Regions from separate parts of the Mus musculus genome. Here regions 2, 3 and 4 are each linked to region 1. Evidence: chromatin contacts called from public ChIA-PET, Hi-C and promoter capture Hi-C data. All regions are on one chromosome and are shown on one strand. The core of a region is the stretch at or near the end of the contact, and the rest is flanking DNA. Distances in the headings are between cores, read along the strand shown.

Region 1 (3,755 bases), core at 636-3,135:
CCCTGGCACATATATAACAGAGAACTGCCTGGTCTGGTCTCAGGAGGAGAGAATGAGCTTAATCCTGGAAAGAGACTTAAGGTTCCAGGGAAGGGGGGGCACTCTCAGAGGCGAGGAGGAGGAATGTGATGAGGAACTGTGGGAGGGGAGACTGAAGGGGGCAACAACTGGAATGTAAATAAATAAAATAATAAAAAAATTTAAAAATAATATGATTAAAAAAAAAAAAAAAGCTTGTGCTAATTCTATGCCAGTCTGGGTTACACATATAGACCCTACCCATCCCACTCCATTGTCTCACAAAAATATTTGTCCTGAAAAGAGTTGCTGAAGAATACCTTACCTTGAAAGAGGGGAGGGGGACTTGCAGTCTGTTTTACAGGGGGTAAACTGCTGTACATACACACTGAACAAATGCTAATTATGCTGCTCAAAGACATATGTTACAAATCCAACGTCAAGGGCAATGTCAAGGACCTAAAGAAAAGATGTGTTTGAAGCAAGTCTTAATAATCTGGCTATGCTCACACAAATCCACCACTACCAGCCCTGCCATTGATACTACTGCAGGTATCAATGACAGTAACCATACCAACAGGTCCTGAGTTATTAAAATCTAGGGAAAGGAGGGAGGGGGGTTACAATAATCTCCAAAGGACAGAATGCCTGAAGCTACTTTCATTTTATCAGATACCTCTCAAGTCTCCTGACCTCAGGGAAAGATGAAGAAGAAACCCAACAGGTGGGCTCAGAAACCCACCTTATGAAATAAACTCTTATCTGTCTGTAAGCAACACTGGCCCCTGCAGATACCGAGCAACCTTTGGCTTTGTTTCCCTGGTCATCGTTCTTATGCCTCAAGTCAATTTCCGGCTCCCGGTCAACTAAGCAAAGCTGGGAGAATAACCGGTGAGGGGATGAACTGTTGCATGAACGGACAGATGAAGAGAGACTCCTCCCTCGAGCAAGGTACTTCTCAAGAAAAAGGCCACGGATGAGGGAGTCCCCAAAGTGAACCAGGGAAAAGCCATGGGGAAATCTGTGAACACACGCCCCCGCTGGCCAGGCGATCAACCGGCCACAAGGCCCCACAGGTGTCAGGCACCAAAAGTAAATGGGGCTCACCCATCCCAAGTCCACACTCAGACCCCGAGGAGGTCTCAAAGGTTAATGAGAAGCGACCTGAATTTGCTCTGCGTCTTGTTACAGGCCAGAATCCCAGAGTATGCCCTTTAGGCAATAGCTAGGGGGGGACGCATTAGGTTTCGTTTTCTTGGGCGAAGATTGATGTCGGTGGCCAGGGACGACAGACACTGTTGGGAAAGAGGGGGATCGGGACTTGTAGGGTGCACGGTCGATGTGAGTCAGGCACCCAATCAGTGCTTAGTCACTGATAGCCCGGCGGCCGGAGTTCCTCGCCCCCCGCCAGCCGGGCCGTACGTGACGAAGCCTCGCCTGGCGGTGGCGGCCTCCCGGCCACTCCCGGTACTCACTCGGCCGAGCTGGTCCCGTTAACCGCCGAGCCATCGGGGGCCGGGTTCAGCTGGATGGGCGTCGGCTTCTTCTTGGGCATCTTGCAGCCGGGAAAGAGCCTGCAACTCAGCAGGGAGCGCGCGGCCGCTTCTCGCTTCCTCCCTCGGCTCTGCCCAGAGTCGGGGCGGCTCGATCAACGCCGCGCTCCTGGGACCCTCCGCCCAACCCACGCGGAGAACCAGCTGCGCGCGCTCGCCGGCCGGGAACTCTCGCCTCAGCACACCGGTTCCTCGGGCTCGGACGGCTCCCTGCGCACTACCCACAGCTCAGCTACAGCCCCAGCTTGGAGAAAGTGCGGCCACCGCTGCTCCGGCGCTCCGAGACGCCGCGCACAGACGTCCCAGTGAGGGACTGGAGGGTGAGGGAGGGGCGGGGAAACGAGCAGGCCCCGCCCCCACGGGGGCTGCAGCGCTTCCCTCACGCCCGCCTGACTCCGCCCCCGTCGCTTCGCCGACAGCCAATGGGGACTAGCCTCAGAGGCAGATGACGCGGAAATACGTCACGGGAGGCGCGGCGCATTGGCTTGGGGCGGAGTTAAAGGGAGGCTTTCCGGGCGCCCTCTGCTGACCAGCGGTATCCAGGTGGCTGCTGTACGAGGTTCTTGCACGCAGGTCATCTTGCCTTTGAGTGGGGCTGCTTGGCCTATTTATCTCAACTCTTCTCCTCCCTTGGGCTGGGTCATTTTGACCCAGACAAAAGTACAAAATAAATAAGAAAAGGACCCCTTTTCGTGTCCTGAGGCCAAGCGGAATTGAGTAAGAGCAAACTAAATTGAACAAAAGCCAGGAGTGCACATTTTTAATTCCAGTACAAGAGGCAGAGGCAGGCTGATGTGTACGCATTCGAAGCCAGCTTGGTCTACACAGCCAGGGATACATTGTGAGACCCAGTCTCAAAATAAAAGAAAACTTGTCAAGAGACTCCTTAAACTAAACTGACATGATTTTTCTATTTTAATTCTACTAAAATGGAGGTACACAGCTGAGAACTCCGTGCTGCAGAGGTGGTAAATTAGTGAAGCCTATTTTGAGAGCAGATTGAAGTCTAATTAATGGGGTCAGCCGACCTAAATGTATCCAATCTCATATCCTCTTTTTCGTTTTCTAAGCCTTTTGGCAAAGTCAAGTTTGGAGTAGCCTGGACAGCTAGCGCAGAAGTTGAGGGTGTTTCTTGCTTTAACAGGACTCTAGTTGGGTTCCCTGCATTCGTGTTTGGGCAGCTCACAACCACCTGTAACTTCCAGCTGTAGTGGATACCATGCCTCTGGCCTCTGAGGGTACATGTACTCTTGTGTACATACCCAAACACACACAAACATCATTAAAAATAAAGTCAGGCACACACTTTTAATCCCAGCACTCGGTAGGCAGAAACAGGTGGAAATCCCTAGTTGGAGACTAACCTGGTCTACAGAGTGAGTTCCAAGACAGCCAGGACTACACAGAGAAACCCTGTCGTGAAAAACTAAAATGGCTGATGAGATGGCTCAGTGGGTAAGAGCACCCGACTGCTCTTCCAAAGGTCCTGAGTTCAAATCCCAGCAACCACATGGTGGCTCATAACCATCTGTAACGAGATCTGACTCCCTCTTCTGGAGTATCTGAAGACAGCTACAGTGTACTTACATATAATAAATGAATAATCTTAAAAAAAAGAAAAATTAAAATGATGATAATAATAAATCAGATAAATCTTTTTTTTTTAATCACCAGGACATAAATAGGTATTGAGGGGCATGCACTGACCAAACGGAGGCAGGAGGATCAGAAGGCTACCTAGCAAGTTCCTCCTCTACCTAGCAAGTTTCAGACCTAACCTGGGCCACATGAGACACTGTCTATCTTGCCCACCCCTTAAAGACTCTAGGTTTAGTCTACCAACTTCCCATTTAGTCTATCAGCATCAAGATAAACAAATATTGTTTTATCCTGTCTTTCTGTGATGGTTGTTGGAGCATAAGATGTGAATTTATCAAATAGCTCAATAGTTCATATTCAGAAAAAAAATGCAGTTTCAGGGGCTGGAGACATGGCTCAGTGATTAAGAGGACATGTTGCTCTTGCTGAGAGCCCAGGCTCATATCCAGCACCTGCATGATGGTTCCCAATTATCCACCACTCCAGTTCCAGGAGAGCCTGCATTCTCTGCTGACCCCCAAGGGCACCAGGCACACACATGGTGCACATATGTACATGCAGGCAAAACACAAATACATATAAAAC
Region 2 (3,755 bases), core at 533-3,032, 710 kb after region 1:
CACAGCAGTTCACTATTTTAAGTCAGGAAATAAGAGGTGAGATATTACAAAGCGATGTTATTTATTGGTTTCCTTTAAAGTACGTGTGGGAACATGTGGACACGGGATCCTTTGGATGGGAAAGTTAAGGCTTGAAAGCCATCTCCTTTGAATTACTCTGTCTCTTGTCATTGATGTTCTGACTTTATCGTCATTGAACAAACTTCTGATTTGGAGCCAATCATGAGGTCCCCTCTCGATGGTTCTGTCTTTTATCATCAGTTTTAACAAAATGACTTGCTGGGCGTGGTGGCACACGCCTTTAATCCCAGCACTCGGGAGGGAGAGGCAGGCAAATTTCTGAGTTCGAGGCCAGCCTGGTCTACAAAGTGAGTTCCAGGACAGCCAGGACTACACAGAGAAATCCTGTCTCAAAAAACCAAACCAAAAAAGAAAAAAAAAAAAAAAAAGACTTATTCCTTTCTACGTCACCGAAAAGCCAGCTGTTCAGCAGAACGAGGACGACGACAACAAATCTGAACACCTATCAGATCATTAAAAATGAGCAAACTAATTAACTTAAGTTTAGTCTTTAAGGTCATAAACCAGACCATGTATCTAAGCTGGCCTAGAACAGCAATCCATGGCTGAATCATCACCACAATAGAGCAACTAGACAGATAACTCCTCTGTCTGCATAGTCTTGGCCAGATCTCTCCCATTACGGCTAAGTAATCAGGCTATATATTCTTACTTACCTAGAGCCCCATAACTGTTCAAACATAGCAAGGTCTTTTGAAATATTGAAACTAGCCTGGTTGGAGAAAGATGTCCTGCAGCAAACAAAAGCTAAGTCTACAGGCCATGCGGCCTTGATATTGGTTCCCCAGAGTCTAGTGTTGGCTTTCTCTGCCACCTCTAATAGAAAGAGGAAACATTAAAGAACAACAAACACTTTCCCACGGAGCAAGTTGTGGTAAGTCAGTTCTAAGAGTTTCCCTTCCTTATCCCGCTTGCAACCCATAAGCTTAAAGAAAGCCATATGCCTAAGACTTTACAGGGAGCTCTGTGTTCTCACTTGTAATTGCTGTTGTGAAGTATTGGTCTTTGAACCATAACTACCCAGCGTTCTGTTAGCATCCGTTGAGGCCTACTACTAACTGACATTCTCCAGGCCCCTACAGCCCACAGGGTTAGCAAGTCACCTTTTGCCCACCTCACCCTCTCATCCCCGCCCAGGAACTCCCTGAGGCATATGCTATGCTAGGGACACCTGGTGGAGAGAAGCAGGCAGGGACCCTCAAAGCCTTACATGGAATCCTAAAAGCAAAACCTTCAGCACATCTCAGGCACAAAAGCAATAACTGAGTCACGCTTCTGCCGGTCTCAAAGTCAGGGTAGGGAAATAACGTGGTACTAAGATCTCAATGCAACTTAGACTCAGGGCAGCCAGGTGCTTACAGTCTGAGCACTCAGCCGGGGATTACAGTTTTTTAAGAGTAGGAAGAGCATCCTACTGTTCTGTCGGTGTGACTGAGAATTCTGAAGAAGAAAAGCAATGACAGAAATGTTAGACACTGGCCAGGGGTCTACAGGTTAATAAAAAGGCAAAGCAGAGATAAATGGAGGGAGGCACCCAGAATGGGGTAAGACAAAGGGGGAAGGGCCAGAAACCCCCCGCAGGGCTCAGCCTGGGAGGAAATTGGGGCTCCGTGGGCAAGAGACAGAGGAGGAGCACCCCCTAGCGTCCCGGGAGAGCCACAACCCAGCGCCCGTGGGCTGGAAGCCCCGCCCAGCCCACGCTATTCGCTGCCTCCGGGTTCCCTTATGTCGCACGGCCCTTAAGTTCCGGCTATGGCGCGCGGACGGAAGGTTTAAGCGGACGGACAGAGGCTGGAGATGGGCTCCGGGTAAGTCAGGGAATGTGCCTGTTGAGGGCTGTGTTTCGATGGCGGTTGGGGTTACAGGGGAAGGAGTGGAAGGAACAACACAGGGCGGGCGGCGGACCTTCTCTGAGGCCCGCGTAGGGTGGCGGTCTCAGGGGCGCTGGCTCCAGGGCCTGCGACAGGCCTGCCCTCTGTGTGGCCCGGGTCTTGTAAGCAGCAGGATTCCGCGCTTGGGGCCGTGTTTCTTCCTCCCCTGAGAGTCTTCCGTCCCTGGACCCTGAGACTTCCGTCCCCTCTTTCCCCGAGAGTTCCATACAACAAATGTTTTGGGCTCGTTTTAAAGGTAAAGGTCTATTCTTCAGTTGCAGTCTTAAGTGAACTCTGCTGCACTTCAGGCTACCCATTCAGATATTAATCATCTGAGAATTTAGAGGAATTCGTAGGGCAAGCCAGAGCGACAGAAAAGCCGACGTGTATGCACTTAGAAACTGAAGTGGAGCTTTGAGAGATTCCTGAGCGTCAAATTGCTATGAATGGGCTAATGATCCCCTTCAGAGTAGAACTATAAATGTAATTGATGGCTTTTAGAGCAGTCATGTGGCGAGGATGTATCATCAGGAGTAGACTGTCCAGGAGAAAGAAAACCCTTGGTTATCTGAAACATTGTAAAATGGTACCAATTGGAAAGGCTGAGGGCGGTGTGGGGAAATTTGATCAGAGTCAGCCCAAGTGAGAAATACATCGTGTTATCTACTAATGAGAGATCTTTTATTTTTCAGTTTTGTGGCTAAGCCCAGACTGCTTGAGTGAAACAGCCTTCAGGGACGTTCCATTCTTTCGTTTATCCCAGTGCTTACAACCCAAAAACAAAATTGGATTGCCACAAGTCGGCCACGGCTGAGGAAGTGCACTCGGGCCCTGACACAAATGCATCAGTCAGGAGAAAGAGCCAGCTTCTCAGGTGTCTTCAGAGAAGGCCAGACTGACAGCTGCGGTCACCCATTGCAGTGCTAGCAGCAATTTCATGGACTGGAAGTGCTTGTTGGTACTTGATCCAGAAAACTGTTTCTCAATCTCTTAAGAGGTGAGGGCGTGATCATCAGCTTTAAAAACCATAAAGGCTTCCGTGCATAAATGTGACCCACAAGAGCTGGATAAACTGCACCTGAGCAGAAGTGCAGGACTCCCTGGTGGCTCTGCTTAAATAAGAAAGTGTATTTTTGTGTACAGAGTTAAAATTTACAATGTATTTTCCTAATGAATTAATGTATGTTGTATTAGGGGTAGTTCATTGGTTATGTTGAGATTTTGATGAGCACCTGCTGTGTGCCAGATGTAAACCTGAGTAGACATTAGGAAGCAAAGTCTTTTTAAAATTTTATTATTTTTTTATTTTTTTTTTGGTTTTTCGGGACAGGGTTTCTCTGTGTAGCCCTGACTGTCCTGGAACTCACCCTGTAGACCAGGCTGGCCTCGATCTCAGAAATCCGCCTGCCTCTGCCTCCCGAGTGCTGGGATTAAAAGTGTGCGCCACCACTGCCCAATATGAAGCAAACTCTTATTGTGATCCTTGCCCTTAGTGACCTCATTTAATACAGTTCTGAACTCACTTTTCCTAGGCAGCATGGACCTAGGAAAATGCTAGTATGTAGCAAAACAGGGCAGTAATGCTTGGGGGTGGGGGGTGTCGGGGGTGGTGAGGTCATGTCATCTCCCAGAAGAGTGAATATGTTTAACACATTGTTTAATGAGACAGAGAGAGGGATACATATTTAATTTTTCCTTAGGGGCTGGAGTGGTTCCGTGGTTAAGAGCACTTCTGGAGACCCTGAGTTGAGTTCCCAGCACCCACATTAGGCAGCTCACAACCACCTGTCCAACTCTAGGGAC
Region 3 (3,755 bases), core at 937-3,436, 660 kb after region 1:
TCTTCTGTTTGAGAGTGAGTGTTAACTGGTTGCTAGTGGTGCCTTCTGTGGAGCTGAGCCCTGGTTTCGTTTGGGAGGGCAGCTCTGTATGTGGTGAAAGGCTTGCTTGTGTTATAACAGTTCAGCTTGAAGAACATTGCTTGTCCCCGTCTCTTCTTTTCCTTATTTTTTGTTTCCATCCCTGGCTGCTGATGGAGACTTTCCTTTCCGGGCTGTGTTAAGGAAAACTATTTTAAGTTTTATGTTTGAGGCCACAAAACTCTGCAGGCCTATTTCTATCATTAGTTGTCTTATTTTCCTGTTTCGCTTCTTTCATTTTCAAATTTCTATTTTCTTTATCTACTGCCCTTGATGTATTTGCAGTGTAACGTCTTTAACAGTTGCTAGTTGGTGTTTAATGTAGTCTCCCTCTACAGAGAGCATGTCTGTCATCCCTTCTTCTGCTCTTTTACAGCTCAAAAGTACCCAATGGTCCATTTGTTACAAAAAGGTGATGACTCCTTTAACCAGGAACTGCTGAAAAGCATGGTGAAGAGCATTAAAATGAACGATGTCTATGGGCCCATGAGTCAGATTTTAGAGACTCTGAATAAGTGTCCGCATTTTAAAAGACAGCGGTGAGTCTGCCCCTCAGATGATGGGTTATAGCCCATGAGAAGCATCCTGTGGGCTTTATGGTTTTTAGACTACTCTACGCTTATGTAACATAAAGGCTTTGTAGAGAACATAAAAGCTCTAAGGATTCTAATTTTTTCTCCATGTCTTTTTGCCCACAGGAGTTTATATAGAGAAATATTATTTCTCTCACTTGTGGCACTGGGAAGAGAAAACATTGATATAGGTAACTCAATGTCATAAATAACATAGTTTACTGTACTAACTATAAAAACTGTACAAAACACACTATACAGCATATTGTAGATTTTAAAGGGTTTTCAGTGGTGGTCTTAATTATTATATCTTTGCATTAACTTATTAGAAAAATTAATCTTTTTTAGCAACTCTTTAAGATGTATTATTTTTTAAATGATGTGTATGTGTTTATCTGTATGTAGATTTGTACACGTGAGCGCAAGTGCATGGCAGCAGAGTCATGCTAATGTGTAGTGGGCCCGTGTGCATGCTAGTGTGTAGTGGATCTGTGTGCATGCTAGTGTGTAGTGGGCATGTGTGCTATAACTGGTTGCTCAATCAGACCATGCGTCGAGTATGCCGTGAGATTGTTGTTGCAGTTGTTGTTTGTTTGTTTGTTTGTTTTTTGAAACAGTTTCTCTGCAGCCTTGGCTGTCTTAGAACTAAGTAGACCAGTCTGGCCTTAAACTCAGAGATCTGCCTGCCTCAGGCTCCCAGGTGCTGAGATTAAAGGTTTATACCACCACTCCCTGACAGTTGAGTGTAGTATTTTAAATTAACACTTTAAGAACAGACTTATTTAGTTAGAAGAAAGTAATGGACTCATACAGAAGATGGCAATGGGCAAGTTGTTTTAAGGCCTCAGACTTAAAAGCTTCTGCTATTAGGGCTGGTTAGAGATCCCAGTGATTAAAGGCATGTGGGCACCATGCCTGATGACCTAAGTTTGAGCCCTAGAAATCAATGGTAGAAGGAGAGAACCAAGGCCTGCAAGTTGTTCTGTGACCTAAGCATAAGAGCTGGCATGGTGCCCAGTGGGTAAAAGCACTCGCCATGCCACGCATGATGGCCTGACTTCTATCCCTGGGGCCCATGGTGAAAGAGAGAACTGACTCCCAAAAGATACCTTCTGCCTCTACATGTGCACATCATAACACACACACACATACATACACCCAACAACAACAGCAACAATAATCAGCCTTTAAAAGTCTGTGCTAAGTAAATACAGCTGGTGAGATGGCTCAGCAGTGACGAGCACTGCTGTCGTCCCAGAGGACCAGTGTTCAGTTCCCATCACCCATGTCAAGCAACACACAACCACATGTAACTCTAGCTCCAGGGGGTCAGTGCCCTCTTCTGACCCCCATGCTCTCCCACACACATGCACACAGATACAATCATACCATACAGTCACACCACACATACTCAAAAATAAAAATAAAATAAATCTTTATGTGAGCCATCGCACATGGGTTCTGGAATCTGAATGAGCAGCAGGCATATTTAATAACTGAACTGTCTTTCTAGCCTCTCACCCTTCAAAATACAATCAATACCTTCAAAAGACAAAGCTACAATCAGGGAACACTGGACTATGGACCTTGCTAGTCACCGAGTTGAAATAAAGTTGAGAAACTTTGGATGAGTTCCAATAGAAATATAAACATTGAAAATCAAGAGCCAAGTGATGGAGAAGGCTAGAGGAAACACCTGGGCTGAGTCCATAGTTTTGTTTGTAAACAAATATTTTATGTCCTGACCTACCCTTACAATTAAAAATAAGTGTTTCATATTATAAGCAGAAAACTTGGAGCAGAATGCTGTGAATATTTGCTTTTTTTTTTTTTTTTTTTTTTTTTGGTTTTTCGAGACAGGGTTTCTCTGTGTAGCCCTGGCTGTCCTGGAACTCACTTTGTAGACCAGGCTGGCCTCAAACTCAGAAATCTGCCTGCTTCTGGAATATTTGCTTTTTATTTTAATAATTTGAAACACTGGAAACTTAAAACTAAGAAATTTGACAAATTTTTTTAATATTTAATTTAAAAAATGATTGTACAGAGATGTACATCTACACAGATGCCCAGGGTTACTGCATGCACTCAGGCTTCTGCACAAAACATTTGTGACAGTCCCAGAAACCAAAATGGGGGAAAGTCCAAGTAGAGATGGAGAAGTAGATGTGCTAACACATGGGAGGCTGAGGCCAGAGGGTCACACGTTTAATCATGACCAGCCTAGATTGGATCTGAATCTGAAAGTGAAAACTGCCAAAAGAAAACAATGAAAATACAGTGAGTGCTTCAACACGCAGCACATACGGTCTTGGGTATACTTAGCAAAAGGAACCACACAGGAAGTCACATGTGTATGCTTGAAAGTGTGTGAAGTATCCAGATAGAAAATAGATCTGCGATTTCTAGTGCCTAGGATAAGGGAAAGAATGGAAAATTGCTGCCAACTGCTTTTGAAGGGTTTTCATATGATGAAATACTCTGGAATTAGAGAGTGGGGATGCCTGTTCAATCTTGTGAATATATAAAAAGCAAAACAAAGAAAAACAGCCACGCTCAGTTTGACTGAGTTACACACTGGTGAATTGTACATATGGAAAGTATATTTCAAATTTACATAACTTTTCTGACCAAAAAAGAAGAGTCATAAAATATTTAAGGAAGTATTCATTAGTTGGCTTTCCCCTGTAGAAGCCCATATTACTATGGAATGGACAGTGCAAACAAGAGCTAGAAAAGTTGGAAGGACTGAATAGAGTCTAGAAAGAGACATGGACATCTGTGGGGAAAGAAAGTACCTAGTAAAACCAGCTGGGAAAGGCAGAGTTTTACATGAGTTTCAGTCACTGAAGCCACGGGGAGGACACTAGAACCTGGGGAAATGAAGACTGTGTCCTTTGAGCAAGGCTTTTTAACTAATGAGACAGAAAGGGTACCGAGAAACAGCACTCAGCTTGCACTTACCATCCCTTTATGTTCTACCCAGTGGAACCCCAGAATATATGCAGACTTTACTCTTGCCCTCTGCCCAGGGGCATTCATTAAATGTCCAAAGAAGACTGTACTTGATTGTGTTGTTGGCTGTCACTCTACACGAGTCACCACTGG
Region 4 (3,755 bases), core at 474-2,973, 540 kb after region 1:
CAGCATGTAATATTCTTCATCTGTCTTCTTCTACTCAATGTTGTGCTTGGGGGGTGGTTAACTGTACTTTTAAAAAGCCAGCTCACCTTCTGATTCATGTCCTCAGGGAGTCTCTCAAAATCAGGTTCAAAATACACCAGCTGTACATGGGATGTGTGGTCTTTTATAAAAGCAGTTTAAGAAAAGAACTTTTTCCTCATCACTAGACTCAAATAACATGTGTGCTCCTGGCCAGCTCCTTCTGCTCTCGCACCACCAGTTTTTCTCCTCATCTCTGCTTCTAAATGGGCTCTGATCTCTCCAGGTATTCTTTTTTCCCTCTCTCTCTGTTAGTGGCTAAATAGCCTGAGTAGTTTCCCCCCACTTATTATATCCAGCATTCCTCACCAGAGCTCTACAATCATCCATATAAAAGCTGGAAATGGCCCCAAGCTATCATCCAAGAAGCCTTCTGTCATGAGCAAGAAAAGCATTCCTATGCCCTATTTTCAGATTCAGCAGACGTTTGCCGAGCGCAAATAAGCGTTCACGTGTTTTGCCAGGTATTATGGAAGATGACAGAAATAAAACAGACCCTTGCGGCTTCTATGTTCCTGTACTTCCAGTCCAGCAAAGAAGCCAGGTTGCACAGATAGCTACATGAGAGAGCATGCCATAGCATGCAAACTGGAGGGGCCTGAGGAAAGCAGGTTGATGGAGTGGGAAGGGGCGCACACATGAGAGGATAGAGGGCGAGCAGAATCAGTATGCATTATATACATGATGAAATTATCAAGGAATACATTTAATTTAAAAAAAGAATTAAGGGGGCTGGAGAGATGACTCAACAATTAAGAGTTTGCTGCTTTTCCAGAGGGCTTGAGTTTAGAGCCCTGCATCTGTGTCGGGAAGCTTACACCTGCTTATAGCTTCAGCTACAGGGGACTCAATGTCTTCTTCTGGCTTCCGCAGACATCCAAAGATGTATAAGCGCTCGCCCGCCCACCCACCCACACAAACAAATACATAAATAAAATAAATGTGTGAATTTTTCTTTAATGTGGCAGGAGAGATGGCTCAGAGGTTAAGAGCAATGGCTGCTCTTGTGGAGAACTTGGATTCTGAATTCCCAGCAACCATGAGCCTGCTCATCAATTCCTGAATGTTCAGTTCCAGGGGACCCAATGCCTTCTCCTGCCCTCTTCAAGCTGCTCCATGCACTCATTACACAAGAATTCACACAAGTGGATGTGCACACACACACACACACACACACACACACACACACACGAAAATAAGCAATTTCTAATTGGCTAACCACTGAACATTCTCTCCGAGTCCCTAGGATTTTTTTTTTAAATTTAATCTTCTTGATTGTTGCTAGTGGGAGGTACAGTATGAATTTCCAGCCTGCCATATGCCAGGAACAGAACTCTCAAAACTCAACTTGACATATATGACAATATATAGAAATGTAAGTTTATAAATAAATACATGTAAATTATAAATCTGATGTCCTATCCTGTTTGAATGATAATTACATTTTTCTTTCTGCTACCAAAGCTTTAAATGGGACAAAAGTGATTGAATTAGAGAGAGCCCATGGTACCAAAACTGAACTAGCTCCTGATGAAAGACATTAACGTGCTAAAATGCCAATAGGTTCACGTGGTTATACCAAAGCAACCCAAAGACCGACTAGTGACCACAGTGTTTAAAATATTTCTCAGAAGATGACTACATGGAAACAGAATAACACGTCAGTCGGATGGAAAGAGCTACGTTTCCATAGTTACGTTAAAACATAACAAGCACGAAGGGGAAACGTCTTTTGGTGGTTGATAAGCAAAAGGGAAGTGAGTCTTGTGCTAAAGTGTTACCAAGTTGTTTTTTTTTTTTTAAGAAAATTTCATTGCATTTATGTATTTTTGTGCGTTTATGATGGGTTTCACAGCGTGTATGTGTGTGGGATGTGGGGTGGGGAGACAGGGACGGCACTCAGAGGATAGCTTTTCAGGAGTCCGTTATTTCCTTCCTTTATGTGGGTTTCAGGATGCAGCTCAGGTTCTCAGGCTAGGCAGTGAGTATCTTTACTCACTGAGCTATCTCACTGGCCAAAGGTGTGTTTGTTTGTTTGTTTGTTTGATTTCTTTATTTTTTATTGGTTATTTTATTTATCTACTTTTCAAACGTTAGCCCCTTTCCGGGTTTCCACTCTGAAAGTCCCCCATCCCACCCCAGCCCCCGCCTCCTCGAGGGTGCTCTCCCCCGCCCCCAACATTCCCCCCACCCACTCCCTCCTGCCCCACTACCCTAGCATTTCCCTACACTAGGGCATCAAGCCTTCAGGACCAAGGCCCTCCCCTCCCATCGATGCCCGACAAGGCCAAACATCAGATCAAGAGGGAACGTTTAAGATCTCCCGTCATCCTGCCATCCTTGCTCAAATCTAAGAGCATTTGTGGACAAACCACACATATAGTGACCGCTAAGACTTGATGTTTCTGTCATGTAAAAAAACAGTGCAGACACCTGTTATTTGTGGTTTAATTCTGTTATTTGTAGCTTTTATATGGAAACAAATTCAGTGAAATTCAAGCAAGGGAAGGAGAGTTACTCTTAGCCCCATATTATATTATACCTGTTCCTAACTTGAAAAAAAATTATAATCATATCAAATTAGGCCTGCAGACCTGTCCAATCATGTTTTCAGGCATTAGGTATCCAGGAAGTGTTTGTTAAAGCAATTGCTTAATGGACAATATACAGTCTATTATTTTAAAGAAAGTATAGTGGTGATAAGAATATTGCCTTGAGGAGAGATGGCTCAGCGGGTAAGGGCACTGACTGCTCTTCCAAAGGTCCTGAGTTCAAATCCCAGCAACCACATGGTGGCTCACAAACATCCGTAATGAGATCTGACTCCCTCTTCTGGGGTGTCTGAAGACAACTACAGTGTACTTACATATAATAAGTAAATAAATCTTTGAAAAAAAAAAAGAATATTGCCTTGAGTAGTGTGGGGAAAACATGAACTAAGGAGGCCGGCTGGAGCTCGGTGCCTATTCTCGGACTCTCTCCTGCTGTGGACTTGGGTAATCTGTAACTACTCTGGAACCCAGTTTCCTCATCACTTGCTCTATTTTTGGGTCAAACTGCACGGACGCTGCCTGTGCATGCTGCATGATTTCCCAACTCACTCTCCTTGTCTTTATAGTTACTTCTCTAACATGATCTTCCAGCCTGGCTGGTAGCTCATCTAGTAAGTGCTTGTCTAGCTAGCATAAAGCCCTGGCCATGTCTCAAACGAAAAGGACGTTTTCAATTTTCTAATATATAGCAGCAGATTTTTTTTAAAAGCCATCATTTATATGCATACATCACATTTAGCTCCATTTTAATGTGCCATACTTCTGTGTGCCTTATATCTGCCAAACAGATGAAGATCAACAGAGGTGACTGAACTTGCATGAGTCCCTGAATCTTTCTTTCCCTTTCCATCAAGCCATTTTGCCATCCCAGAGCTAACTTTAGCAAGAGCTATTGTATGAAGTGCAGTGTAATTAAGAGAAGCTGGTTTGGAGCTTTTTGTTGTTGCTCTCTTCTAAGACTTCTAATTCAGAGTTGCATGGGATGCCTGGGTTTTGGAACCAAGCCAGTGCCTGGAGAATAATCTGAATTGTAAATGTTAGGCTAAGCTGAGACATATTTACAAAAGCTGAATTCTAGGTCCTCTTCTCTGATGGTCTTCAACATGAAGATGAAGTTCTAAGTAA

Evidence for each region. A called contact is a pair of places that touch in the nucleus more often than the background predicts. ChIA-PET counts read pairs in DNA pulled down with a chosen protein or histone mark. Capture Hi-C pulls out chosen DNA fragments and counts their contacts.
Region 2: a promoter capture Hi-C map of adipose tissue shows a contact between it and region 1, with 3 times the contacts expected there. The contact joins the promoter of Ints14 here to the promoter of Map2k1 in region 1. A contact is called at or near these places in 9 of 39 promoter capture datasets (the 3T3-L1 cell line, the C10 cell line, cranial neural crest and 5 more), 1 of 15 datasets of contacts at CTCF or cohesin (embryonic stem cells), 2 of 484 Hi-C or Micro-C datasets (B cells and bone marrow-derived macrophages), 11 of 115 datasets of contacts at active chromatin or transcription factors (astrocytes, cardiomyocytes, embryonic basal ganglia and 8 more) and 2 of 9 other capture datasets (adipose tissue and liver).
Region 3: a contact with region 1 is called in an RNA polymerase II ChIA-PET map of effector CD8 T cells, with 10 read pairs. The contact joins the enhancer-like site here to the promoter of Map2k1 in region 1. A contact is called at or near these places in 5 of 39 promoter capture datasets (hematopoietic stem and progenitor cells, hippocampal neurons, liver and 1 more) and 6 of 115 datasets of contacts at active chromatin or transcription factors (the 230-238 cell line, astrocytes, effector CD8 T cells and 3 more).
Region 4: a Hi-C map of B cells shows a contact between it and region 1, with 13 read pairs. The contact joins the enhancer-like site here to the promoter of Map2k1 in region 1. A contact is called at or near these places in 2 of 39 promoter capture datasets (the C10 cell line and hippocampal neurons), 1 of 484 Hi-C or Micro-C datasets (B cells) and 3 of 115 datasets of contacts at active chromatin or transcription factors (embryonic forebrain, large pre-B cells and memory CD8 T cells).

The regions. Positions count from the first base shown.
Region 1 is chr9:64,251,720-64,255,474 of GRCm38.p6, forward strand. Map2k1 (mitogen-activated protein kinase kinase 1) reads right to left here and starts at 1,886. Exons shown (of 11, transcript NM_008927.4): 1 at 1,494-1,886. The coding sequence starts at 1,573.
Region 2 is chr9:64,959,050-64,962,804 of GRCm38.p6, forward strand. It overlaps Ints14 (integrator complex subunit 14), which reads left to right and starts at 1,783. Exons shown (of 13, transcript NM_001077631.2): 1 at 1,783-1,889; 2 at 2,645-2,949.
Region 3 is chr9:64,911,900-64,915,654 of GRCm38.p6, forward strand. Dennd4a (DENN/MADD domain containing 4A) reads left to right here. Exons shown (of 35, transcript NM_001162917.1): 32 at 1-14; 33 at 455-617; 34 at 777-841. Among named protein-coding and RNA genes, the nearest start is that of Gm39361, 19 kb to the right of the region's middle. Within about 2 kb of position 2,187, at least 40 of the 459 cell types and tissues checked have an H3K27ac peak or open chromatin away from gene starts, as enhancers often do. A contact at or near this core is called in effector CD8 T cells, hematopoietic stem and progenitor cells, liver and 1 more, where this site is marked.
Region 4 is chr9:64,787,743-64,791,497 of GRCm38.p6, forward strand. No RefSeq gene overlaps it. Among named protein-coding and RNA genes, the nearest start is that of Gm36365, 18 kb to the left of the region's middle. Within about 2 kb of position 1,724, at least 140 of the 459 cell types and tissues checked have an H3K27ac peak or open chromatin away from gene starts, as enhancers often do. A contact at or near this core is called in B cells and memory CD8 T cells, where this site is marked.